7 separate regions of the Mus musculus genome follow, and regions 2, 3, 4, 5, 6 and 7 are each linked to region 1. The links are chromatin contacts, called in public HiChIP or PLAC-seq, capture Hi-C and promoter capture Hi-C maps. All regions are on one chromosome and are shown on one strand. Each heading gives the region's core, a stretch centred on a gene start, on an enhancer-like site or on the middle of the called end of the contact. The rest is flanking DNA. Distances are from core to core; before and after follow the strand shown.

Region 1 (2,741 bases), core at 113-2,612:
ATAGCTGTTCACTGCCTGACACTGGCAATTAGATTTCAAAACAAACGCAGCTAATGAGGTTCTGTTTACACCTCTTACTGATGAGGGTCTTGAGAACCTGAGTTAGCAAGTGACAAAACCTTCAGGATTCACACCCAGATCAACCAGCTGTGTGATGTCCCAGCCCTGTGATGTCCCCATTGTCCACACAACCCACCCGGGGAACAGGAGTGAACGAAGCAGAATATTACTGCAACACCCCAACTTCCGTACCACCCCACCCCCATCCCCTTGGCCCAGAGGCCCTAACTGGCAGGTGACAAATCACATTCTACTCTTAGGCAATCTCTCAACATCAAACACATTAAGAGGCAAAGATTTACAACGGCCAATACTTACTTCCTTCTTACCCAGAGAGACATTTTCATGAGCTGTCAAATCCAGGCAGGAGGAACCCACCATTATGTAATGTCAGAGGGCAGGAGAGAAGGGGCAAGAGAAACCAAGGCCCATCAACACTCCTTCCCTTCGCCCACAAAGATATATATTTGTGTCTGACATTTTGAGTGTTTCCGTGGCCTACACATTCATGACTGGCTTTGCAAAAGACGACCACGGATCCCTGCAAACCTCTCAGGCCTCAATTAGCTTATTAGGAAAGCCAGAAGAATATAAAATACATAAAGCAAAGGTGAGGGAGATCCTGTCCTGGCCGATGCGCGAACAGAAAATGCTCAAAGAGTTGCGAGGACGTAGAGTCCGTGTCTCCCACCAACATGTATGTTTATTTTTACCCGGTGTGTTGACACCCGAGATACCGCGAGGCCTTCAGCGTCGGATGCCTATGGGATACAGCAGAGATGCAGCCGGCGGGCGCGTTGTATAGCATCGCACGGCTCCCCGAGAAGCCCGCGGCAAGGGGACCGCAAGTCTAGGATCGCGCTCCAAAGACGCGGCCAGCGAACCGCTAGGCTGTACCACTGCCATGACAACCGCGGGCGCCACCGGGCCGGGTTCCCAGTGTCTCCAGCTCCCAGCCGCCCAGCCCACTCCGCTAAGCCCGGCACACCGGACCTGGCACGGCCCAGCTCGGCCCACCTACCTGGCGCGCCCCGGCCCGGACACTTGCTCAGCCTTGGCCTCTGTCCTCCAGGCCGCACACCCCGGCCTCGGCCCCGCTGGTTGCTGTCCGGTCCTGAAGACCGGCCGGGATTTGTTTCCTGGCCGCCTCACTCCGGCCGGTGGCGTCCACCCCAGACCCGAACCCGCCGTCCCCGCGCAGCCCGAATCCTGCCACCGCCTTCTCTCAGAACACAGCGCACAACCCCGCCCCGGTTCCGCCCCCTCACCGCGCATGCGCGCCCCACTCCCCGACCGCCGCCCTGCCCCCTCCCTCCCTGGCTCCGCCCCTAGGAAGCCGCACCTCCCAAAAGGTCACACCCTCTTATGTGACGTCACCCAGGAGTGGGAGTTTTTCCACCTTCACATGCCCTGAGGCTTCTGCCCAGAGAACAAGCGATTCTAGAAAAACGCTGGAGGTCGGAAGTGCAGGTGTAGCTGATCCATCACTCAGTGGGCGTGGCCACCAACAAACTGTAGTCTTTTGAACTTCCTTCCAGACCTAGTCTACCCAAAAGATAACGGACCTTAACACTTCCTCCTCAAAATTCTATTTTTCTATAGGGAAGAAGACCAATCAGGACTTTCGGAGATACATTTTTTTTTATTTTATTACTTATTTATTTCCACTGAGACAGGGGCTCCCTGCCTCTGATCGTTTTTAACTTTATTGTAACGTTAACATTTCTACCTGATGAGGGGAAACTTAAATGGACAAACAAAAACATTTTTCAGGTTTTTTTACACCTCATTTGTCTGGTTTTTTTTTTGCTTGTTCTGTTTCGTTTTGGGTTGTTTTTTTTTTTTTTTGAACAGGGTAATCCAGGTTGGTCACCCACTCACTAGCTGCCCTTCGTGTTATTCATGTTCCTGCCACTGCCTCCTAAAGGCTGAGAGTACAGGTATGCACCACCACACCCACTTTTATCTTCTAAAGAGTAACTTATTACCAAATGCTTATCTTTTATTAATCAGATGAAGGGGAGAAAATATTGATTGAACCTTAACCCTAAGGCCAAAAGCCAAAAAACTCAAACATGCTTAGAAAAATTAAAAATATTGTCCTTATTTCATCTTCTAAAATTCAAGTGACTGATATACCTGATTTTCTTACGGTAAAATTAATAGAAATCCCCCTTTCAATCTCAAAAGCATTCTCCTATGAGATAATAAATTTTATGGTCAGAGTCTTAATTTGCTTTCTCTCTTCCTGGGTTAAACCACTGGCCAAAAACGACTTGGAGAGGAAAAGGCTTATTTGGCTTACAGGCTACAAGTCCATGATCAGGCAGGAACTCAAGACAAAAACCTAGAGGCAGGAATGGAAGCAAAAGCCAGGAGCGAAAGTTACTTGTTGGTGTGCTCTCCATGGCCTGCTTAGCCTGCTATTTAGATAACTCAGGACCACCTGCCTGGGGTGGCACCACCCACATTAGGTCTTGCCCTTCCACATCAACCATTAAGAAAATGCCCCACAGGGTGCCTACATTGCAATTTGATCCAGGTATTTTCTCAACTGAGGTTCCCTCTTTTCAGATGATTCTAGCTTGTGTCCACCTAACAACAACAACAACAAAAAGCTAGCTTGCACAGCTGTGTTATTTATATTCAAGCTAAAGAGGGTTTTCAAATCAATAGCATCC
Region 2 (2,741 bases), core at 180-2,679, 490 kb after region 1:
GGCCACGCGTGGTTAGAGAGCCGACGCTGTAATTCCTCTGTAGGGATCTCCACTAATGCATCTGGGCTTTGCTTTAAGGAAGAAGAGATTAGCTTAGAAAACCCTGCAGACGTCCCTGTCTACGTCCAGTTCATCCCACTGGCTTTGTATTCCAACCCCTCCGTCTTTGCAGATAAGTTAGTCTCAAGGTAAGCACTCCTTAGCTGGTCAAAGGGTAAACGCAGAGTCTGGCTTTATGGCTGAAGTTGCCAGCAGTTTCCTGGGAGTGGGTTGGTATTGAATTGAACATGAAGAAAAGCTTTCAACAGGTGTAAATGGGGCGCTCACATTTAACAGATTTGTAAAGGGACAACAGACAAAATAATTCCACTAATTCCTTTTTAAAAGTGAACAAGGTATTAATTATAAGTTAGCCTTTAGTATTAATATGGTATAATGCTACTGGTCCCAAGACCTGACAAAAGATAAATTTGCAAATAAAACCTCAAGTTTGGCTATCCTCCATAGTTCCTAGTTGTGATGTTTATGAAGATAAACGTGTTTTTTATTTTAGGTTTAACTTGAGTAAGGTGGCCAAGCTAGATTTGAGAACACTTGAATTCCAAGTCTACAGGAACAGCGTAAGTACAACAATCATTTACTCTGCTAGGACCAGGGCCAATGGGAAGGACACCTGCGGGCTGCCCTTAGCCTGGCTGAAGGCAGCTATTGCAGTCCAGGAATTGACTTAGAGGCAGAGGAGAGCAGGAAGAGTCAGGGCTGCAGATACACAGGGTATGTTAGACGGTTCCTCTTTGTGGGTATTAACCTTAGAGTCAGCAGTCAGCCCACGATAGCTCAGCATAATGCCACCCAGAAAGTCTGAGGCTGTACATGAAATATGCTAATGCAACATTTTATTTTTAAGCGTTAAAAGATTCAACTGAGCTGGGCGTGGTGGCACACGCCTTTAATCCCAGCACTTGGGAGGCAGAGGCAGAGGCAGGTGGATTTCTGAGTTCGAGGCCAGCCTGGTTTACAAAGTGAGTTCCAGGACAGCCAGGGCTACACAGAGAAACCCTGTCTCGAAAAACCAACCACCCCCCCTCCAAAAAAAAGATGCTTCCTGATAAAATTGTAAAACCTGTGAATGTGAGACCAATACCTGGCACAGCTCTGTGTGTGTGTTTATCTCGATAGATAATGTTGACTTTAAAGTGTATAATAAGTTGATTTGTTCTGGGGGTGAAAGTGGCCTCTATTATTCAGGTAAGTGTCTGCTAGCCACTCATATTGTATCAGGCCTTGATGTGGAGGGTGCATGTCAGCTAGGAAGGTTTCACAGGGGCCAAAGCCCTGCAGGCTGCCTGGGGTCTTGTGCTTCATTGCCTTTCTGCCTTATTCAGATGAGAGTGTTTGTCCTTCCTGTTTGGACCACATAGTGCTATGTAGGAAGTCTCCCCAGCCTCGTCCAGCCAGCTGCTTTGTAGTTCTTCATCTCTGCCACAGCTGCAGTCAGAGCCTAGAACTCAGACAGCAGTTTAGACACTCCCGATTCCCTGTATCATTCTCTTAGGATCTCGCCTTGCTCCTCCCATCCATAAATGCCATTGTAGCAAGCACTGGAAGTCATTGAGAATGCCCAGTTACTAGAACTTGGTTTCTTCTGCCTTGATAGGGAAAATACAGAAGTCAATGAGCTGATGATCTCATGCAGTCGCATTTGCAAGACATAGGACCCTGACCTAGACTCTAAAGGACAGATGGATGAGGAAAACCTCTGGACCTCAGGAGGTTTCCACAGAAGAAATTCTCAGTGTGAAACTCTAATTGCTGAGAGTCCTTTAAACATGCTTCCTTTTCTGTCCTATCCAGTTCTATCCAGTTCTATCCAGTTCTAGAGAGTCATGAATTCATGTTGAAATTGAATAAATTTTGTTTGCTACTGTTCAAAGACATTTTCTTTTCATTATAAATGCAGACTGGGGAGCAAACAGTGGCTACAAGGGAGGTTTAGCACCGTGTCTCGGTTCACACCTAACAGCTGTGATCGGTAGTACAAACAGCATCCTAAGAAAAGCAGATGTGTCTGTCTGTATTACTACAGAGGGGTTTCTGAGGTTACCCACGGGTCCCCTGCTCAGTCTGTCTGACCCTTAAGAGCTTACCACGGCACAAGTATGGAGCCCGTTAGTGCTGTGTCGGGGCACCATACTATCCCAACGTGCTTTTCAGACCATCAGAGGTTAAATGAGTTAGTATTTTGGAATACATACAGTCTTTCATTGTGCTCATAAGTGGGGCCAGCATGATGACAAACAGACTTAATCCCAGCACTCAGGAGGCAGAGGCAGATGGATTTCAGTGAGTGTGGTGCCTGCCAAAGCTACATACATAGTGAGAGAGAAAGGGAGTGGAGGCGATTGCCAAGAATAGCTTATCAGAAGGAGCTTTCTCAGCGGGCGTTTCAGAACAGTCAGAGTATTCTGTTATCCTGGTAGACTGTTGATAAAGAACAGTGCTATCTGTAAAGGGAGACCTTTTACTTCATAAGCGGGACTTACGTAGTGCACGTCATCAGTCCACGTGGTGTGGTATGTTTGTCAGTTCCCACTAACACAGCAGAACCCAGCCATGCCAAGAGAAGTAGAGAATGGCACACAACTCACCCTTCCCCAGAATATTTAGTCTTCTTTAAAAAAACACAAGAGTGTGTCTTTGTGTTGAAACAGTGTTTTTTAACATAAAAACAAAACAACTCT
Region 3 (2,741 bases), core at 100-2,599, 450 kb after region 1:
AATAAAACTTGACAAAGCTAATGGAGAGTTGGCTTTGAAGTTAAAAATTATTTTGAGTGGGGCTAGATAGACAGCTCAGTGGTTTAGAGTGCTTGTTGCTCTTGCAGAGGACCTAGGTTCTGTTCCCAGCACCCACATGGCCGCTCACAACCACCTGCAGCTTCACTTCCAAAGGCTCTGGCACCATCTTCTGACCTCATCAGGCACCGGACAGACATGCAGGCAAAACACTCACACACAAAAATAAGTCTTACTTTTTAAAATTACTTAGGGTTAGGATGAAAATAACAAATGGATGGGGTAAAAGAAGAAGCAGGGAAGGGAGAACTAGAAGCAAAGTTAGGAAACAAAGAGAGAAAGAAGAGAAGCATGTTATGAAGAAGATGAGAAAAGAGCAAGAAGTTAGACTAAATAAAGGAAACAATGGTCTGCCGATGAAGACCCAAGTTCAAGTCCCCAGCACCCAACTAAAAGCTGGACACATAGTGTAGTCTAACTCTAGCACTCCTACAGGGACATGGGGACAGGCATAGAAGAGTCCCTGCAAGCTCCTAGGCCAGCCAGCCTGCTGTATGCATTGGGAAATCAGCAGAGACCCCGACTTAAGGTGCCTGTGTGTTATCCTGACATCCATACACACCATGGGACACATACTAGATGTTTACACACACAAGTGCATATATGAGCACACACTTCAGAACCAAGCACATTTACACACACACAAGTGCATAAATGTGCACACACATCATAACCAAGCCTAGATAAATATAAGGAGAATAACAAACATTAAAATGTAAAAGCTTTTTAAAGAATGAATTAAGTCGAAAATACAGATGACTGAAAACCCAACAAACCAGAGCAAGCACAGAAAAGAGAAAGAAAAATATAAACAAAATTAGCTAAAGGTAGGAAGGGGAACAAAAACGAAAGCCTAAAAGCTATTTATAGATGAGAGAAAATACTCCTAATGGTATAGAAAAGGAAAGTGGATAGCCAGTAGGGCACTGCTAATTCGTCAGAGTGCTTTTCCTCTGGGTCTTTGAAACCTGGAAGTGGCAGGTATGTGCAGGTCAGTTGAACTTGAGGACTCGTGTCTTCTCCTGTGTCTTACGCTGGTCCTTAGCCTGTATTGCTCAAGTGTCCACTGTCTCCAGGGCTGTCTCAGTCTAGTACCTTCTCTTCTTTGCATCCCAGGGGCCTTGGCTTTTCAGTCTCCCATTCTCCTGCGCCCCGCCCCCACACCGGGTTCTTACTGAAATGGTCTCTGGGATGGAGCCGGGTGGGGGAGGGTGTCTCCTGAGTGCAGAGACAGTAGGGAAAGCAGTGGCAGTACTTTGTTCTCACCTCATTCATTGCCCTGCTGGAGGAGCACAGCTGGGAATGTTGGGGAGTGTCCTGGAGCTCAGAGTTCTTGGACTCTATAGCGTCAGGTGGCTCTAGAGGTCTGTCCACCCACACTTGTTTGTCTCCAGAGGCTGGTGAGCTCCCCTCTTCCCTGCCCTCAGAAGTTGCCTCTTCAGATAGCTGCTAGGCACAGGAGAACTTGGGACTGCAGACCCATTCTCTTAGAAAAGGCACTGTGTCAGGGAGACCCATCAATAATAGATCTGAGCCTTGTGAAAGCTGTGGCCTTGTTCTGTGGGTAGGACTGGCTACCCACCAAGGCTCCTTGTTTACCTTTCAGATGAGACTTCTGCCCCCCTCCCCCATAGGACAGCTACGGCTTGGTTAACTATGGTTGCATCTCTTCCCTGGCAACTCTTGAGTTTCTCTGCATTTTGAGCTGTCTTGTCCTCTCCATCTGTATTTATAACACAAACCCAACTTTGCCAGATCCACCTCACCTCCCTACCCATCTAACTTGGCTTGTTTGTTTGTTCAGTTTGTTTTCTAACTCTTCAAATCCAGGTTATATTGCCCAACTAATCTTAGGAGTGAGGAGTTCCTTAAAGAGTGGTTGACCTGCCAGGGGTCACACTGGTAAAGAAAACTGACTCTTCCTTTCCCAGTGGCTATAAATCTCGAAGAGCTTCTGAGCTCAGAATCGGGATTTGTGCTCATCTCCTCTTCCAGTCCGCTCCTTTCTCCTCTGTTCTCCCTCTCCTCAACTCTCATCTCCAGTTTGTCTGCCTCAGGCTTCATAGGTGCTGCGTTTGCTGTTAAAATCACTGAGTTCATATTTGTAACTGCCCTAGGGTATCCAGAAAACTGGTCTCCTTGAAGTTATCTATCCCTGCTATCTCTTAAAGTCTTTCCCTCCCCTCTTTGCTGAAGATCCATGAGCCTCGGGATTTGGATGACCCCTTTAGGACTGAGTGTTAACTGTCTGCAGGTTGACCAGGTTAGGGTCTCTTTGTTAATTGATGTCTACTGCAGGGAGTCACTTTGAGGAGGGGTGAGAGATGCACTGGCCTGTTAGCGTGATAATGAGTCATCGAAACTTAATGTCAGTGCTGGGTCCACTTAGCAGAATAGTAGTAGGTGCTCACCAAAGCTATCCAGTTACAGGTTGTCGGCCCTATTAGCAGTGCTAGGTATGGGTTCCATCTCATAGAGCAGACCTTAGATTCAAGCATAAAGTAGTTGGATAATCCCATAATGCATGCCCCTGGTATACCAGTGAGCAAGCATATCTTGTCAAATCTGTCATTATCGTAGTTCACAGGGTTCACAGCTGGATGACATTAATGGTTACTTTTCTTCTCTGGTAGCATCCATAGTACCTTCCAACATTGTGAAAG
Region 4 (2,741 bases), core at 117-2,616, 440 kb after region 1:
ACAGGCACTATGATTCAGTCATATTTTTAGTTATCATTTCCATATATTTAGAGAATAAGAAAATTGGCAGTTAGTGTAGATGGCCTATAGTACTTCTGCTTCAATCAGTGTTGTAATTGTTTGATTGTAAATGAGAGAACACTGACTGAAACTCCTTAAGGCAAAAAAATAAGACTGATTCAGCCACCATAACAGACAGGTAGGCCCACATTACCTAAGGCTGCCAGGACTCCTGTGTCCTCACCTTGCTCACTCTCAGTACCAATGCTATTTCCCTACAGCCCTGCTGACTGTTTCCACTCTACCTTCTGTAGCCTTCTTTCTCTCTAATCTAAAACATCTTAGCAGAGAGCAATGGTCACCCCAGGTGGATTCATTGTCCAATTCCTGAAGCAGCTGTGTTAAGAAGACGTATATATCAGTGGATGTAATGCTATTCCTAGTTTGTCAGAGTTTCATCAAGAGAGAAATCATAGCCGGGCATGGTGGCGCACGCCTTTAATCCCGGCACTCAGGAGGCAGAGGCAGGTGAATTTCTGAGTTCCAGGCCAGTCTGATCTACAAAGTGAGTTCCAGGACAGTCAGGGCTATACAGAGAAACCCTGTCTTGGAAAAGAGAGAGAGAGAGAGAGAGAGAGAGAGAGAGAGAGAGAGAGAGAGAGAGAGAGAGAGAGAGAGAGAGAAATATATCATACAGTGGGCAGCGGATCCTATTGAAGACCATCTTAGTCCCTTGGCTTCTCATATGCCTGATGACCAGTCAGTAGAGGTCAGCCCTGTGCTCAAAACAACCTTCACAGCTTGCCATGCACAGGTAGACATGGCCTTCCCACTGTTTCCATGGTATCTTCCCAGCTACACAGAAGTGGGATGGATCACCACCTAAAACTGAGTTTAAATATCCAGACTGATGCTGCCACACACAGACATACCCCAGAGGGTATACATTGTCCATCATATAGGTAGTTGATCCATTTAGGATGGGGTTCCTATCCTGACTTCCTTTGATAATGTGGAAGCATAAGCTGAATAAACTCCTTCCTCCCCAAGTTGCTTTTATGGTGTTTCATCACAGCAATAGAAACCTAAACTAAGATATGTACTCCTAAGTAACATAGCCTCCCTTTTTCTTTATTTTGGGTGTTTTTAAATTGACTTTCTGGAATTGGATTTGAAGCTGGAACTTTGCAAACATTCAGCTTACTCTCCACCTTGGACCAGCCTGGAATCCCTTAAATGTGCTTAGAACATTTCCATTCTATTCCCAGCTGTCCTCTAATGACTGGCTGGCCAGGGCTGTGCCTGCCTCTGCTCCCAGAGTTATAGAGAGGCTGGGCCTGCATAGCCAAAGCCCAGAATGGGATCCAGGGCCAGAGTACAATGTCTAGTGACTTCATATGACCTCGCATCACTGTAAAGCTTAAAAAGGAAATGTCATTCTGGCCAGCACAAGTTACAACATCTGTCTACACTAACACAACACAATGAAGTTCTCTGAGAAACCACAGCAGGCCTTCAGCAAGGCTGAGAGCGCAAACAAAGGAAACCAGCTCAGCTTTTACTGGGTTCCCAGTGAGGCTGGTAGAGGCAGAAGTGGTGGCAGCAGTTTGGAATCTTGGTTGTCATAGCCACGAGGAAGCAGAGGGCCTTTCTGTCCCCTGCTCAGATGTACTGGGAAGGGAATGTTGTGGGATGGAGTGTCAGCATGGCTTGAGAATGCTAGCAGTGTGGGCTGTCCTGAGGCACACCTTGCTGCTCTCTAGGAAACCTGGTACTGACTGTCCTCACCTCTGTGGTCACCTCTATTAATAATGGGCTAACACTCATTTCAGAGCACAGATGTAAAATTAGCATTCTGAAGAAATGGGCTGTTTTTTAAAAAAGACTTTTGTGTGTGTCTTTGCCTGTATATATATTTATACCACATGTATGACTGGTACTTGAAGAAGTCAGAAGAAGGCATTGGATCCCCGGAGCCACAGCCAACTATGAGCTACTATGAACCCAAGTCCCCTGCAAAAGCAACAAGTATTCTTAACCAGGCCCCCCAAATAGGTTTTTCTTGGCTTTCTTTTTAAATTAACTTTGTCTTTAATGTTTAATTTCTACTTCACCCTCTCTCCCTGGTATCTTCCCAGCTACACAGAGGTGGGATGGATCACCCTGCCCAGTTTCCAAATGACACTCTGCCATGATTTGGGTACTCACAACCTCCCTTTCTTCCCTCTCCCAAATTATTTATGCCAGTGTCCCTAAGTGTTTTCTGTTTCCATAGCAACATCTTTCTCTCAGGCATTTATTGCAAGCAGTAAACGATGTTTGGGGTAAAAACTGGTTCACTGCATTCTTTGGTTCATATAATTATTAGGTGCAGAAAAATTGGCTTCAGATCTTCAGTTTAAAATCAGTGCATGAAAGCTTTTTCACCCTAATTGCTTTCTGGTTCCAAGAAAATCAAGGAGGCTTCCTTTTTCTAAGAGTTGTTTGGTTGCCTTGTAGCTTCCCACTTCTAATTCTTACTTCCATGCATAGTTTTATAGCATGTGTTTGTGAGAACTGTAGGATGTTGTGGTGATGGAGTTTTACAAAGTGCTGGTGTTGATTTGGCCCGGCTTCCTGCCTGAGGCTGCACAGCAGAATGCTGTATTTCATTCAGCAGGTTTGTCTAGGGGCATTTGGGAAACTATGCCTGCAGCTGTTTCCTGCGGTTGCAGGAAACAGTGATAGAGGAAGTTTAATCC
Region 5 (2,741 bases), core at 102-2,601, 420 kb after region 1:
GATAAAAATTAAGGGGGCCGGAAGGTGGCTTAGCCAGCAAGATGCCTGCTCTGCCTGAGGACCCGAACTGGGATTCTAAGGCACCCAGGCATGGTGCACATGTAACCTGAGCCCTGGGGTAGGGGAAACAAACCCTTGGAGCTCACTAGCCAGCTAGTCTTGGCAAATTTGCAAGCCCCAGATTCAGTGAGAAGAGACCCTTGTCTGAAGAGATAACATGCAGAATAATAGAGAAAAACATTATGTGCCTGTGTGCACACAAATAAAAATGAAAACTATAATTAGTAACATCATAAAGTTCAGGAAAATTTACATCTTGAGCCAAGTAGTTCATTGTTTGGGGAGTCAGGGAAACTGTCCTGTGCACTTTAGAATGGTCATTCGTGTCTTTGTTTTCTTGATGGTAATGGCATCTGCTTTGTAACAATTCAAACATCTCTTAAGGTCTGGGGAAGTAGTTTAGTGATGGTGATGGCCTAGCATGTGCAGGGCTGAACTCAGGCCCTAGACCTTTACGCTCAGCCCACAGGGATCCCTGTGACCTTGCTGAGGAAGTTGAGCTATTGTGAGCTGCATTTATGATGAGAACTGACACATTACATAAGTGCTCCTGCAGAGGCCAGTGTGGTGGATTGAAATAGTCTGCTTTCCTCCTGTGAATCCTATTGAGAGGTGGGGAACCGTCTAAAAAGTTGTGTTCAAATTGGTCTGGAATTGGCAGCCCAGTGGTGAGCACTGCATGCATGTGGTGTGAATTGCAGGGTGGGAAGGAGTCTGATGGCCTCTTCTGGAGTGGCAGGACAGAAGGATAATCTGGGTTCATTTGGGCATTACCATGTTTCTCTGATTCTGAGAACTTTCTTTGAACCACTAGTGGTAGTCATTTGTGATAGATGGTTTACATGATATAGATAGTTTCTAGGACCCAGAATTCTGCTAAGCTCTGTCGTGGAATGTGATGGGCCAAATGTCCCTTCAATCAGCTGGTAAAATTGATTTCTCTGTAGAGATGTCCTCTTTAAGGAAGTAATCTCTTTTCAGACAGTTGTGGCCCATTTACTTTTTCCCTCACGCGTGTGTAGGTGCACCACTTGCATGCTTCATGCTGTGCAGGTCAAAAGCAGGCATCAGATCCTCCCCACACTGGACTTAGGGATGGTTGTGAACCATCCTCAGCAGGAACAAGTGCTCTTGACCTCTGAGCTATTTTCTCCAGCCTCTGCTTTCCTGGAGTGAATTTCCTGTTCTTGTTCTTTGTTTACATTTCAGTCCCCACCCCCTTTCTTCTCACTGCTTTGTGAGAGAAACTTTCCCATTATGAAACCCCTCCTGGTACAGTTACTCAGGGCAGGGCATTTGCTTGCTCTGTTACATGGTTTTGCGGCTTGTCTTGTGTCTGTTCCTCCTGACATGACTTGTTTGTGGTTAAGCTCTAGATTCTGACACTTTTAAAATAGATTTTGATTTGACCTTCAGTGTACTGAAGGCGAATTTGGTCTCTTCCACCTAATTTTTACACTTTCTGTTGTGCTGCCCTGTGTTTAGGCCCAATGTTAAGATACACGTAAAGACAAGTTTAAGATTTTATTTCTCAGATTACCTCAGAGCCAAAATAGCATCTCCTTTCAGTACTTGGGGCACAGTGTTTGCCTGCTGTGAGACTTTATTATAGCTAAATGATTGTTTTGTTGTGTCTGCCTTATACTTCAATAAGAATTTATTTGTTCTAATCTTATTTCTTATTGAATATCAGCTAATTTTTCATAAGATGTTGTCTTAGGGCTTCTGTTGCTGTGAAGAGACACCATGACCAGGGCAACTCTTATAAAGGGGAACATTTAACTGGCTGGCTTACAGGTTCAGAGGTTCGGTCCTTCACTATCACCATGCTGGGACATGGGCATATGCAGGCAGACATGGTGCTGGAGAAGGAGCTGAGACTTCTACATCTTGAACCTCAAGCAGCAGAAGGAGACTGTGTCCACACTGTCTGTAGCTTGGGCTTCTGAGACCTCAAAGCCCACCCTAACAGTGACACACTTCCTCCAATAAGACCACACCTACTCCAAATGTTCCACACCTCTTAATAGTGCCACTTCCCACAGCCAAGCATTCAAACTCATGAGGGGCTCTTCCTAGTCAAACTACCACAGAGGGTTTGCAGTTTATCATCCTGAATACTTTTGCTTTTGTCCTTGGGATCTTTTGCTACATTGTCTTTATGATGTTTTATTCCTCAAAAAGTACGCAGGGCAATAGATTTCTTGAGTTTTGCTTCTGTTTATACAGGAGCATAGCTCCTTATGCTCTGATGTTTTGATCACCCTTTATTCATCTATGAACAGCATACGGTGTAGATGTCTAAATTACACATTGAAAAGGCTGCATGCTGTTTTATACTGGGAGATCATAACTACAGTCCAGTAGTGAGCACACCCAGCTCCCTTAAGGGTTTCCTGTGCTCTTATTCTCCATCTCTAGGTGACCTCTGCTCAGCTTCCAGTCACTGGGTTCCAACATTCACCATCATAATTTTGAGATTTACTTATGATATCATATATATTAATAATTTGTCTTTTTTGCTGAGAAATAGTCTGTTATATTAGTATGTTACAGTTTATGTTCCCATTTACATGTTATAAGAACTTTGGGTTGTTCTAGTTAAAAAAAAAGGCTGTGTGAACATTCAAATACAAGTCACTATGTAGATAAATACTTTTATTTCTAGAAGTTCCATAGAG
Region 6 (2,741 bases), core at 169-2,668, 420 kb before region 1:
CCTCTGAAACCCTCCAGGAACTTCAAAAGCCACCCACAAGCACACACAAGTAAAGCCAGAGGCTTCTGATACTCTGGAAACAAAAATTCTTAGGTTAGAAAGGCAATTTACGGAGTCAATAAATATTTAGCGGTTACAGCCGTGCAGAATACGTGTTGATCTGAACAGCAAGCAACAGCAGGCTTAGGGTGGGTGGGTGAAGGCACAGGCTTGCTTGTAGTTGTTCAGTTTAGTTTGAGGATTTCAAACAAGGCAAACACACACCTAAGCAATTCATTTGCTCCTCTGTGAGTCACCTGCTCACTGTGAGTGGTTGTCAATTAGGAGACTGATTCATGATTTGTTTATGTTCTTTGAGGGAATTAATTTCATTTAACCATCAAAGGAGACTTTTAAGTGACTAGCTTGAACCAAAGGGATCGATTACACCCAAAAGTTAAAAAGGCAACTAACTTCCTTTCATGTACCCAACCAAATGAGATCTCTCGCCAGGTTCTTTCCTATTTTGTTTGGGATTTTGGTCTAATTTTAAAGTCCGCTTTTCAAGATAGAGGTGCAAGTGTGTGCTTCTTGGGTTTCTCTGCGTCCCTGGTCCCAAGATATCAGCCCCAAGGCTCAACGGTGGAGTATGGATTCCTCTAGATCTGACAGTGGCACTCTTAACATCGCTGCGGAAGTCAGAACTCAGGAACCACTCCACCCCAGTGCCACTGTCTGATGGGAGAATTCTCTTTTCTACCTGGGGCTCCTGCTACTGCAGCCTGGGCGTCCTGCTGGGGCTCAGCTGACATTCCTTGTACTTCACCCCTTGACCATGGCAGTGTCAGCAGGCCAAAAGAGGGCTCTCTCTGTAGGTAGCTTAGCTGAGGAGCCGGGGGGGGGGGGGGGGGGGGGGGGGCAGCCCGCTCCTTCCCCAAATGGGCCAGCTCCTCTGTTAGATGTAGGGGTGGGGACCGAAGCTGAGACGTCTCCTTCAGCTTTTTATCCCACACTTGCCAGTGCCACAGCAATGATTCACCTAGAGACGGGGCGGCAGCTTCCCTCATTAGCCCTCAGACGCTCGGACCCACAAGGTTATGAAACAACTTTTACTTTTTATCCGTATGCGCACGTTCCTCCCTGCCACCCGGGCGCCCACTCTCCGAGGCTCGGGTGACAGGGAGGTGGCGCGCAGGAGCCGCGATCGTGAGCGTCCTCGTCCTGGCGGTGGTCCCCCAGCCCTCGGACCTCGCGCAGGCAGGAGCCAGCCAAGCTCCCAGCTCTGCAGCGCCGCCACGTGGGGTGGCCAGGGTCCCGCGTGCCCGGCGGGAGCGGCGCGGGGGAGGCGCGCGGGCCTGGGCGGCGCGGAGCAGAGCTGAGCAGAGCGGAACAGCCGCGTCCGCCCCCGCCGGGCCGCGCGCAGCCGAGTCGGGAGCCGGGAGCGCGCGCCCAGCGCAGGGCCAGCGCGGCCGCCCGAGGGTCGCGCCCGCGTCCGCGTCCATCCCCCGGCCGCAGACCCCGCGCTACCCGCGCCCTACCGCCACCTGCTGCGCGGCGCCGCCGGCCCTCGACGCTGCGGCCGGGGGTCAGGGTGCACCCCGGCAGAGCAGCCCCCGCTTGTCCCCGCGGACTGAGCCCTTCCCGGCACGCTCGCCAAACACGGCCACGCTCCAGTGCCAGGTACCTGGGACAGTCTGAAATGGCGTGGCCACGCAGCATGCGTGGGGCGCAGACCCAGGGAGGTTGGAGGGAGCTGGGTTGGGGGTGAGAGTCTGACGCGTTCCCGAAGTCGCGTCCTGTCGTGGAGCTGGGGAGGTAGTGGCGAGAAGAGCTCAGGTAGCCCAGGGCCCTTTGGACGTGAAGGGTACCCACGCCACCCCTGTGGGGGCCACGTCCACGACACTATGGTCGGTGGGGCCGAGAGAAGCCAGACGCGCAAGTGCCCAAAGTTTTCCTCTGAGCGCTTTGCTGGACTTAACTTTGAAATGTGAGGCAGAGCTGAGCAGTTTAACCAGTTTTAACACTAAGAAAACGGGGGGGGGGGGGGGGGGGACAGGGCTTGCTGCCCGCGTTTCAGTTCTTAGTACCAGAGCATAATCGCGTCTGTCTCCCAGGGCCACGGAGAGGGAGACGGTGGACACACAGGCTGTCTTCCTTATGCTTCGGGTCATGGTTTATTTAACAGGCTTGGGGCTTAGGTTACAAGCCACCAGAGGGGAGTCTGAGTTTAATCTTAGACATAATCAGAATTTGAATCAACAAATATTTGCTGAGCAGTCATTTACTAACCGGCAGGACTTCGTTTTCAGTATGAGGTAGGTAGGTGTACAACTGCTGAGAGGCGGGGTAGTTACTCAAATGAGCAAGCGTTTGTTTTGTTTTGTTTTTGTTTGTTTTGTTTGTTTGTTTTTGTTTTTGAAATGCAAGGGGAAAGGAAGGCCGAGGTGTGACTGGACTTGTGGCCTGCAGGTGGCCAGTTGGCATTGTGTCAGAAATGAACCAGAAAATCCAAGTGGGAAGACAGGCACCTGTGTTGTTTGTCGCTCTCTTGGGAGCCCTCGCACCTTCCAGAACTATTTTAAAGTAAGCCCCTCCTTTGGTGGAGGCTGGGACTTCCTTCCATTTACCTAAATACATAGCAACCACGAAATAGAATCTCAGCCCTGATACTCATTGGGAGCTGGGTCATGCCAGACGTGCACCTGAGATGAATGAGGATCAGGGATCACCTGAGAGCTAGCTCTTTGAGATTATAAAATGAT
Region 7 (2,741 bases), core at 124-2,623, 390 kb after region 1:
CTTAGATCATGTATTCATAGCAGGCAGAGGACAGAAAATATGGCAGCTTTTTAGGTTAGCCTAGGCGAAGACTAGTTTATACACTGGAGAATTTCTTTCATACTGTTTAGAAGCAGTTTTAAATAATCTACGCTGTTTGGGAGGTTAGTGGAGTTGTGCCAGTCTTTCTGGTTTGTTGTTGTTGTTGTTGTTTTAATTAATTTATTTTTTAAGACAGGCTCTCACTGTCTTGACTGTCTTGGACTCACTATGTAGACCAGGCCTGCCTGGGCCTCCTGGGTGCTGGGATTAAGGTGTGTGTTATACAACGCCTGCCAGTTGTGCCAGTCTTGACCCAGCATTCCCATTGTCCACTACATGCTCAGCAGAGGGTTCCATGGCCATCCCTGACAGGAGTACTTGGTAGGTTGTAGCTCTCTCCTGTGTCCCAGCTCCCTCATGTATGTAGATGAGGACCCAGGTCTGGCCAAGAGCCAGTGTTTTCCCTAGTTTTCTTTGATAGGAGCTAATAGCAAAAGGTAAACTTACTATCAGTTAACCACCCCAAACCCAAAACTGAAAATTCAGAATGCTCCTAATTTTGAGGGCTTATATGCTGCCACAAGTGGAAAACTTTATACCCGATTTCATCTGAGAGGTCACAGGCAAACCTAGGTACATAGCTGGGGTGCGGCTCAGAGATGGAGCACGTGGCTCCCTCACTCATGTTAGAGCTTGTGCTCAGCGCTGTAAACCACAGGCACCGAATGCATGCCCACTCAGAATACTCTCTGAAATTTCCTTCAGGCCATGTGTATTCCTATATGTAAAATGTAATTTTTTTGTTTGTTTGTTTAGACTTGGGTCTCATCCCTAAAAGCATTCCAGAATCTGAAAAAAAAAAAATCTGAAATCTAAAACAGTCTTTCTGTTTGTAATTGTTTGCAGTATGTGACACTCAGTTTGTACTTGGTAGTTTATTCCTGACTTAGGAATTTCTACCCTTCTTCCCAGGGAATTAAGCTAGTGTATACTCTTTACCCAGCAGCACAGAGAGCACATAGTAGGTGCTGCTAGACATTTGTGTTCGTGTTAATTTCTTCTGGTTTGCTGTGAAGGTGGAGATAAGGAAAAGACTCTACAGTGGAATTGACTTAGAAGGACATGTGTCTGCTGTATATTAAAAAGCTTAGTGGATAAAAGTGGACCTATTCTTAGCTACATGGGATTCTTGTTTTCCTCAGTAACATTTATTCGACTATTTTAAGGAAATCATGGAAAATATTGACTTCCTTCCTAATGGTGTCCCCTGAGGCTTCCTGCACTGCCACTGAGCTTGCTCCACACGAGTGGTATGTGACTCTGGACCTAGCTTCAGAAATGGGAAATGACTTGAGCAACAATTGCAAGGAAGTAGAGGTCAGAGGTCAGCATTGAGAAAACTCAGCGGAAGAGTAGAATGTTGTAGCCGTTTCCCACATTCCTTAGCAGTGTTTTGGGCATTGAAGCTCTTTTAATTGAGAAAGGAAACGAGGTCTTTGATTGGCAGCTGGGTGATGGGGCTGTGCGGTGGAGGTGCAGGGAGGCTTCTGTCTACAGAGAAACTTCCAGGAATGAACACTGGATTTGCAAGTTTCTTAGAAGTAGATTGGACTATCAGAATGTTCCTATACGCAGGCTACTTTGAGCTTGTGGGGAGAGAAATGGATTTTGGGGAAACATTCTAATTTAAAAAAATGTTTTATTCTTTCAGATGTTACTTCAATCCTATGCAAATATTTTGAACTTTAAGAGTAATGTACCACATGTACTTGCATAGGTCTAGAACTTGTAAGAATGTGGTATAGCATTAGCATTACCTGGTATTCATTCATTCATTTATTTTTATGTATAGTCCCAGCTGGCCTTGGAATTTGTGATCCTCCTGCCTCAACCTCACAGGTTCTGGTGTTAGAGGCATGTACTACCAACCACTCCTAATTCGTTTTTCTGATTCCAAACTAATGTTCTAGTAAGTATAGTTTCATTGTGTTTCCTTTCCTTTCTTCCTTCCTCTTTTCTTTGTGTGTGTATGTGTGCGTGTGTGCGTGCGTGCTTGAGTGCGCATGTGTGTGTGTATTGGAGTCTGAACTCAGTCTCCATACATTTTACTCATGCTCTCCCACCATGCTTCCCTCCAACCCTTCAGTAATATAAAGCTGACTAGGTACTGGGATCTTAGGGTAGAAAAGCCGTTGAAATACATACAGCACATAAGAGATCGTGAACAGACCAAAAGTAAGGGGCAGCTGTGTTTGTCTTCAGAGTGTGAAGGCTGTGGCAGGGGTGTTAAGAGCTGCCCTCTGTGCTGGGCGGTAGTCGTATATGCCTTTAATCCCAGCACTCGGGAGGCAGAGGCAGGCAGATTTATGAGTTGGAGGCCAGTCTGGTCTACAGAGTGAGTTCCAGGACAGCCAGGGCTACACAGAGAAACCCTGTCTCAAAAAAAAAAAAAAAAAACAAAAACAAAACAAAAAAAGAGCTGCCTTCTGAGGGACCTTAGCACATCATTTTATGCATGAGACCTTCTTCTAGGGGAAAAATAGTATGTTGACTGAGTTTTATGGATTGCATCCCACCAAACTCCCTCCGCTTATTTGCTTCATAGGAATACTTATTGTGCAGTAAGCTTCACCAGTTTTAAGTATTCTCAGATTAATTTTAAAAACGTGCAGCTGTGGAAACAGGAACGTTCATTGTCTTGAAAGTCCGTGGCTTCTTCT

What was found. Promoter capture Hi-C pulls out the DNA fragments that hold promoters and counts their contacts. HiChIP or PLAC-seq counts read pairs in DNA pulled down with a chosen protein or histone mark. Capture Hi-C pulls out chosen DNA fragments and counts their contacts.
Region 2: a contact with region 1 is called in a promoter capture Hi-C map of embryonic stem cells, with 3 times the contacts expected there. The contact joins the enhancer-like site here to the promoter of Inpp4a in region 1. A contact is called at or near these places in 9 of 39 promoter capture datasets (the 3T3-L1 cell line, the HPC-7 cell line, HPC-7-derived erythroid cells and 5 more), 3 of 115 datasets of contacts at active chromatin or transcription factors (forebrain, memory CD8 T cells and stem cell-derived neural progenitor cells) and 2 of 9 other capture datasets (adipose tissue and liver).
Region 3: a contact with region 1 is called in a promoter capture Hi-C map of stem cell-derived epiblast-like cells, with 2.6 times the contacts expected there. The contact joins the enhancer-like site here to the promoter of Inpp4a in region 1. A contact is called at or near these places in 7 of 39 promoter capture datasets (the 3T3-L1 cell line, cranial neural crest, frontonasal cranial neural crest and 3 more) and 7 of 115 datasets of contacts at active chromatin or transcription factors (astrocytes, bone marrow-derived macrophages, embryonic forebrain and 2 more).
Region 4: a promoter capture Hi-C map of liver shows a contact between it and region 1, with 3 times the contacts expected there. The contact joins the enhancer-like site here to the promoter of Inpp4a in region 1. A contact is called at or near these places in 4 of 39 promoter capture datasets (cranial neural crest, embryonic stem cells, liver and 1 more) and 5 of 115 datasets of contacts at active chromatin or transcription factors (bone marrow-derived macrophages, lineage negative bone marrow cells, pancreatic cancer cells and 1 more).
Region 5: a contact with region 1 is called in an H3K4me3 HiChIP or PLAC-seq map of bone marrow-derived macrophages, with 3 times the contacts expected there. The contact joins the enhancer-like site here to the promoter of Inpp4a in region 1. A contact is called at or near these places in 7 of 39 promoter capture datasets (the 3T3-L1 cell line, 3T3-L1-derived adipocytes, HPC-7-derived erythroid cells and 4 more) and 5 of 115 datasets of contacts at active chromatin or transcription factors (astrocytes, bone marrow-derived macrophages, fibro-adipogenic progenitors and 2 more).
Region 6: a capture Hi-C map of embryonic stem cells shows a contact between it and region 1, with 4 times the contacts expected there. The contact joins the promoter of Cracdl here to the promoter of Inpp4a in region 1. A contact is called at or near these places in 13 of 39 promoter capture datasets (the 3T3-L1 cell line, the C10 cell line, the HPC-7 cell line and 8 more), 1 of 484 Hi-C or Micro-C datasets (embryonic stem cells), 1 of 115 datasets of contacts at active chromatin or transcription factors (pancreatic cancer cells) and 1 of 9 other capture datasets (embryonic stem cells).
Region 7: a promoter capture Hi-C map of the HPC-7 cell line shows a contact between it and region 1, with 2.2 times the contacts expected there. The contact joins the enhancer-like site here to the promoter of Inpp4a in region 1. A contact is called at or near these places in 8 of 39 promoter capture datasets (the 3T3-L1 cell line, the HPC-7 cell line, frontonasal cranial neural crest and 5 more), 2 of 115 datasets of contacts at active chromatin or transcription factors (bone marrow-derived macrophages and embryonic stem cells) and 1 of 9 other capture datasets (liver).

The regions. Positions count from the first base shown.
Region 1 is chr1:37,298,459-37,301,199 of GRCm38.p6, reverse strand. It overlaps Inpp4a (inositol polyphosphate-4-phosphatase, type I), which reads right to left and starts at 1,362. Exons shown (of 26, transcript NM_030266.4): 1 at 1,082-1,362.
Region 2 is chr1:36,813,334-36,816,074 of GRCm38.p6, reverse strand. It overlaps Tmem131 (transmembrane protein 131), which reads left to right. Exons shown (of 41, transcript NM_018872.2): 24 at 79-188; 25 at 554-620. Among named protein-coding and RNA genes, the nearest start is that of Zap70, 53 kb to the right of the region's middle. Within about 2 kb of position 1,429, at least 37 of the 459 cell types and tissues checked have an H3K27ac peak or open chromatin away from gene starts, as enhancers often do. A contact at or near this core is called in the HPC-7 cell line, embryonic stem cells and forebrain, where this site is marked.
Region 3 is chr1:36,843,804-36,846,544 of GRCm38.p6, reverse strand. All of the region lies in intron 5 of Tmem131 (transmembrane protein 131), which reads left to right. Among named protein-coding and RNA genes, the nearest start is that of Zap70, 83 kb to the right of the region's middle. Within about 2 kb of position 1,349, at least 14 of the 459 cell types and tissues checked have an H3K27ac peak or open chromatin away from gene starts, as enhancers often do. A contact at or near this core is called in stem cell-derived epiblast-like cells, where this site is marked.
Region 4 is chr1:36,860,651-36,863,391 of GRCm38.p6, reverse strand. All of the region lies in intron 4 of Tmem131 (transmembrane protein 131), which reads left to right. Among named protein-coding and RNA genes, the nearest start is that of Tmem131, 78 kb to the left of the region's middle. Within about 2 kb of position 1,366, at least 51 of the 459 cell types and tissues checked have an H3K27ac peak or open chromatin away from gene starts, as enhancers often do. A contact at or near this core is called in liver and stem cell-derived neural progenitor cells, where this site is marked.
Region 5 is chr1:36,882,536-36,885,276 of GRCm38.p6, reverse strand. The region is part of intron 2 of Tmem131 (transmembrane protein 131); the gene reads left to right. Among named protein-coding and RNA genes, the nearest start is that of Tmem131, 56 kb to the left of the region's middle. Within about 2 kb of position 1,351, at least 45 of the 459 cell types and tissues checked have an H3K27ac peak or open chromatin away from gene starts, as enhancers often do. A contact at or near this core is called in bone marrow-derived macrophages and hematopoietic stem and progenitor cells, where this site is marked.
Region 6 is chr1:37,718,488-37,721,228 of GRCm38.p6, reverse strand. It overlaps Cracdl (capping protein inhibiting regulator of actin like), which reads left to right and starts at 1,418. Exons shown (of 10, transcript NM_028096.1): 1 at 1,418-1,659.
Region 7 is chr1:36,913,318-36,916,058 of GRCm38.p6, reverse strand. The region is part of intron 1 of Tmem131 (transmembrane protein 131); the gene reads left to right. Among named protein-coding and RNA genes, the nearest start is that of Tmem131, 25 kb to the left of the region's middle. Within about 2 kb of position 1,373, at least 59 of the 459 cell types and tissues checked have an H3K27ac peak or open chromatin away from gene starts, as enhancers often do. A contact at or near this core is called in the HPC-7 cell line and bone marrow-derived macrophages, where this site is marked.